2 separate regions of the Pan troglodytes genome follow, and region 2 is linked to region 1. The links are chromatin contacts, called in public HiChIP or PLAC-seq maps. All regions are on one chromosome and are shown on one strand. Each heading gives the region's core, a stretch centred on a gene start, on an enhancer-like site or on the middle of the called end of the contact. The rest is flanking DNA. Distances are from core to core; before and after follow the strand shown. Region 1 holds the start of EIF5B (eukaryotic translation initiation factor 5B). Region 2 holds the start of MRPL30 (mitochondrial ribosomal protein L30).

What was found. HiChIP or PLAC-seq counts read pairs in DNA pulled down with a chosen protein or histone mark.
Region 2: a contact with region 1 is called in an H3K4me3 HiChIP or PLAC-seq map of stem cell-derived excitatory neurons, with 5 times the contacts expected there. The contact joins the promoter of MRPL30 here to the promoter of EIF5B in region 1. A contact is called at or near these places in 1 of 7 Hi-C or Micro-C datasets (stem cell-derived neural progenitor cells) and 1 of 1 datasets of contacts at active chromatin or transcription factors (stem cell-derived excitatory neurons).

Annotation. Positions count from the first base shown.
Region 1 is chr12:23,803,323-23,806,022 of NHGRI_mPanTro3-v2.0_pri, forward strand. EIF5B (eukaryotic translation initiation factor 5B) reads right to left here and starts at 1,413. Exons shown (of 24, transcript XM_001159759.8): 1 at 1,036-1,413. The coding sequence starts at 1,070. It overlaps TXNDC9 (thioredoxin domain containing 9), which reads left to right. Exons shown (of 7, transcript XM_001149127.8): 2 at 236-310; 3 at 1,893-2,385.
Region 2 is chr12:23,952,324-23,955,149 of NHGRI_mPanTro3-v2.0_pri, forward strand. It overlaps MRPL30 (mitochondrial ribosomal protein L30), which reads right to left and starts at 1,456. Exons shown (of 7, transcript XR_001715950.4): 1 at 1,310-1,456. It overlaps MITD1 (microtubule interacting and trafficking domain containing 1), which reads left to right and starts at 1,497. Exons shown (of 8, transcript XR_001715946.3): 1 at 1,497-1,728.

The DNA.
Region 1 (2,700 bases), core at 163-2,662:
CTCTTTGTTGTCTTTTAATTCTACTCATAAGCTAGTCAAACGCTAGGTGAGAAAACGATCCAGGCTTCCAATTTATAATTAGTAAACTTATTTTAACTTCAAGACAACATATCTGTTTTGAGTCAGACTGATGAACTAGCACTAGTTTTTTTAATTTACCTTACTCTCCGCCTCGTATTTAAGTTTGGTGGGTAGTGTACGAACGTGTAATGTAACAGATGTTGTTCACTCCCAGGAAGTCAACTCTTTCCATCATGAGTAACAGAACTCAATCGAATGTGACACACAGAAATGTCTCAAAAATCTCCAGGTAAGTAACTCGCATATACCTTTATCCTCCCTCCCCAAAGCATTTCAGGTGGTTAGAAAGGAGCGACCCCGGTTGGTTGGTTTCTTCTTCTTCCCTTCCTTTCTTAGGGGAAGGCTAGAGAGCAAAGAAACGACCAAAAAACAGGCCGGAAGAAGGAAAGCGAAAAGCATGAGGGCTGGACAATCAGCCCTTAAATAAATGAAAACTGTATCCAAATCAGATTAAGTTGAGAGACAGCGAACTGCTAAACACCTCCCCATAACTCTAACTTACCTGAAACCGCGAGTAGAGAAACCCGACCGTACATCACATTCAAGCTCCCTTCCCTCCCAAGTACTCACAGGTGTAAGAGGCATAAAAAGAACTTCCCCACCCTCGCCAAGAGTAGCGCGGAAAAAAACTCACACTGGCCTGGGCCACGCTGGCGAAGCCGCCTGACCCTCCCCGCGCGACCAGGAACCCTCAAATTACTACCCCGCTCCTCAGGGCGGGGAAGGGGTAGCCGGGGGAGCGAGGCTCGACTGGGAGGACCCGCCCGCCGTCGAGGCCCTACGTGCCCACCCGGCCCGGGGGCTTGGGCCCGCTCCGCACACTCTGGGCCCAGGCCTGGTACCCCGCGAAGCTCGTCGCGAGCCCAGACCCCGGTCCGACGCCGCGCCCGGCGAGACCCGCACACTCCACTGAGCCACGGCGGCCGCCGCCGTACGGACCCAACCCCTATCTACCTGTCTTCGCTCTTGTTTTTCTGTTTCTTCCCCATTGCTTGTCAATGGCGCTCGTGGCCCCAGCCCCTCTATTCGGTCTCTCACAGACCCACTGTCTCCCGGCTGACTTTGGTCTCCGCTCAGCTCTTTTCCCCCCGTGCTGCCGCCGCTCGCACCCGGCTCTCCACAGACCCGCGCACTGGAACAGGGCACATATGGTGTGAGTTCTCAGTGCGCAAGCGCATCGCCCAGCCGCCTCGGCGTGACGACGCAGGGCGCGGCTCATCGAGAGCTGCGCTTCGGGTAGAGCGTCTCCGGTTGACCGGCCGGCCAGGCAGGAGCCCGAGCGCCCCCTGCCCTCAAGCGTCCGCCACGAGCCGACACCCGCGGGTTTTCCACGTTCTAGAACCCGGAGTTGGACAATGAAGCTGTCAATTTCCCCACCTCACCCCTTTCCCAACGGGGAACGCACGCTTCGGTTCAGGAGTGGGCTTTGGGCTTCCCTTTATATCTTTGTATTCTCAGCCGCACGAAGTTCAGTAAAGAACCACAACGAACCAATAGAGTCCTCTGGGGGTTTGCGAGAGAGATAAATCCAGGACAAAATAGGGACCTCTCAGTAACATCCATGCATTATGCATTATGTACAGTCACTGAATAAAACAGAACAGGACACAGCCGATCAATTCCCTAACATAGGTCTTCATCTTCACCCTCAAAGCGAGGGCGAGTTCTAAAAATTCCTGTGTTTAGAAGAGTCAAGAGGGAACCTACAGGGGTGGTGGAAAATGTTCTATATCTGGATCTGGCCGGTGATATTTTGGGTTTTAACTATGCAAAAGTTAATTGTGCTGTATATGTTTATGCCTCGACTTTAGGAAAAATGTTAACAAAAGAAAACAAAAAAAAGAAAAATGTTCATTCAACACTAACAGAATGGAAACGCAGTTCAAGCGTCACGGCTGAGCGAGAGCACAGCTGTCTCATTTCCAGTCTGGCGCACTGGACCGTGAATACTGAAGCACGCTCCTGAGAAAGTCCGGCCACGACACCCTGCGCACTAAGAAACTGCAACTCCCACAGTGCTTTGCGGCCTTCCAGTTCGGCCGTGTACCCGGAGGAAAGCAAGGGTCGGACACCTTGGGTTCCGGGCTGCTGGGCGGGAGGCGCACGCGCAGAACTGTTCGCCACCCGACCGACCGCCCCTTCCTCTGGCGTCTTGGTGATATCGCGCGAGGTTCGCAGCCAATAAGGAGGCGGATGTGACGGCCCGTTTGCAGCCGCCGGCAGCTACTGCAAGGCAAAAGCCGGAGTGGACGTGTCTTTTGAAACTGCTGCTCTTTCACTTCTCAGGCGTCACCGAGAGCTCAGGTGAGGCAGAGGGTAGTGAGAAAAATCCGACCACCACGTCCGGGTGCTGGTGAACATTCTGCTGCTCCACATCCGTAGCGGAGGAGGGGCGCGGCCCCAGCACCGGTGTCGGTGTCTTGGCAGAGGCTCTTGCGCAAGCGCACCAGGAGGCGTCGAAGTTGGGGCCACCGGGACTGTGCTTTCCTCTGTTTCCCCGGGCGCAGGGAGTGGCCGGCTTGCCATTGGGGAGGTACCTGGGGTTCAGTTAAGGACCAGGCCCCTTGATTGTTTTGGCGGATACCTGTAAGGGTGTCCAGGAAATGACTAGGGAATTTG
Region 2 (2,826 bases), core at 206-2,705, 150 kb after region 1:
ATTTTTTTGAGACAGAGTCTCGCTCTGTCGCCCAGGCTGGAGTGCAGTGGCACGATCTGGGCTCACTGCAAGCTCCGCCTCCCGGGTTCACGCCATTCTCCTGCCTCGGCCTCCCCAGTAGCTGGGACTACAGGCGCCCGCCCCGACGCCCGGCTAATTTTTTGTATTTTTAGTAGAGACGGGGTTTCACCGTGTTAGCCAGGATGGTCTGGATCTCCTGACCTCGTGATCCTCCCGCCTCGGCCTCCGAAAGTGCTGAGATTACAGGCGTGAGCCACCGCGCCCGGCAAGGAATACGTTTTAATAAAGTAAAAGTTACTGTTAATAATTAGGCACGTAACTCCTGGACCCTGAAACAATTATGCTGTCTTCTGTAAAATAGGAAAATATCAGGCATCACAGGAGAAGTATGATCCCATTTCTATTTTTTAAATGTCTGTGAACGTGTGTAATCACAGAAAAACTCTGGAAGGTTGTCAGAAAAACGTTAACATACCCCTGGGGGTATGAAAAAAGGCGTTTTTCCTCCCCCTTCTCCCCCCCACCGACCGATAGTTCTTTTGTCTTTTTACAATAAGCATGCATGCAACAGGAATGTTAAAAATCGATTTCTTTTTCTAAACCGACAATGTATATAATTATTAAAGGGGGAAAAACACTTCTGAAATGCAAAACATGGAATCACTCTTGCAGAGATACCAGAGATCTCTGAAAGCTGGAAGCTTGTCTCTTCTCTGAACTCCTAGTGCCTAACAAGCAGTAGGCAGCCCTCATTACGGCCTCTTGGCAAAAAGGGCAGAACAAACAGCTTTTGGTAGGTCTCGATCAAAATGGTAACAAATCACAGTTTTAATAAAATGGCAAATATTCTAACTGCCAACTCTTGGATGTTTGCATTATAAAATGAAGCAATACAAAGATAAAGGCAATTTTCTGTCTTCATTTAAAAAAAAAAGCAACCTTAATACCCAGTGGCAACCCTAAGTTATGAATAAAGCAGCAGCACAGAAAATGTTGCTTGGGTTCCCTTTCCCAAGCTGTCCAGCCTCGGCGGCTCCGTTCTTGAGCTCCAAGAGTCTGGGCACAAAAAGCCGCGTGGCCCTGGATCCTGCAAATTGGGAAACTGGGGGATCCTGCAGGCCAATGGCCTTACGGGAGCCAATGTGACGGGATCAGGCGCAGACCCATTTAGGTTGCCGTAACCGGCCAACTCAGAACGCAATAGGGAAAATCAATTAGGATCTGCAGAGGGTTCCCGGATACACCTTGCGAAGAATGCCGCACTCTCCGCCACTCACTCCCCACTCACCGGCACCCGCTAAACCTTCAGCCTGAACTTTTCCTCCGAAGGGAAGCAGAGCAGAGGAAGAACTACTAAGTGCTACACTCAAAGCCTGCCGTCGCAGTGAGCGCGACCTCCAAACTGAGGCATTTTTGTTCCGGCGAAATCCCTCCCACTCAGGAAAGTCCCTAGAAAGAGAGCGCAGGCGCCTGGGTATCACATGACCACTTCCCGGAAGCGCAGCAGACCCGCTCAACTTCATCCTGGGTTGAGGCGGAGTAGAACTTCCAGAATTATGGCGGAGTCCGGGCTGAGGCAGGACCCGCAGAGCACAGCTGCAGCCACTGTGCTAAAGCGGGCCGTAGAACTAGATTCGGAGTCGCGGTATCCGCAGGCTCTGGTGTGTTACCAAGAGGGGATTGATCTGCTCCTGCAGGTTCTGAAAGGTGAGCAATGAGCCAAGGCGGGGAGGACCTGAGGAAAAGGAGCTGGTTCCTGCTGTGTCTGGGGTGAAGTGAATGAGTTAAAAATGATTTTTGCACACCACGAAGAAGCAGTTAAATACAGAAGGTGGGATATTCTACAGGACAACTGGGCCGCTTTCTTTTAGATCTTTAATAGATTGATGTCATCTAGAAAAGGTGGGGAGGCTACTAGTCTAGATTTTAAAAGACTTAAGAGATATAAGATATAACGCAATGTAATATATAAGCTTTGATAGGACCTGGATTTGTACGAACTTTAAAAGACATTTTTGGATCTATTAGAAAAGTTTGAATATAGATTGGGGGACATTAAAATTATTTTCTTAGGCAATATGATTTTTTTCCAAAACTTTCCTTAATTTTTAGAGATGCAGACCAAAGTGTTTTAGAAAGAGATGCTATGATGTCTTTAGTTAATTTTCCTTAAGCAAAAATTTCTTAAAAATCGAAGCTCTATTTGAGCAAAAATGCTAATTTAAAAAATTTCGGTGATGGGTAATAAGGGTGTTTATTATACGATTATTTTTAATTTTCTGTTTAAACATTTGCATTTAAAGCAAGCCAAAGTAAAATTATGTAGCGGTAGAAGAAGAAAAGTTTTTCTTAAACGGATGAAGTTCGGTGTGAGAAATGCGCAGGGTTGTGGAGGAAACAAGTGAGACTTTTCGTATTATTCAATGTTGAGAAATACCCAAATATTCCTTAACACCCAGCACAACCCTGGTTCACAGTAGACACTCAATATGTATGTATTAAATTGATAAGATCAGCTCCTGCTCCCCAACCCCCGACACTCCCGGTCTGGACTAAGCTCCCTCTGTTCTTTCTAGTTTAAGCTTCTTATAATTAAAGTGTTACAGAAGCTTTGAGGCAGCAGAGGGGAGCCCTTTATGGTTTGGTGCTTTGGTCAGAACTACAAACTCTACCGGCCGGGCGCGGTGGCTCACTCCTGTAATCCCAGCACTTTGGGAGGCCAAGGCGGGTGGATCATGAGGTCAAGAGATCGAGACCATCCTGGCCAACATGGTGAAACCCCGTCTCTACTGAAAATACAAAAAT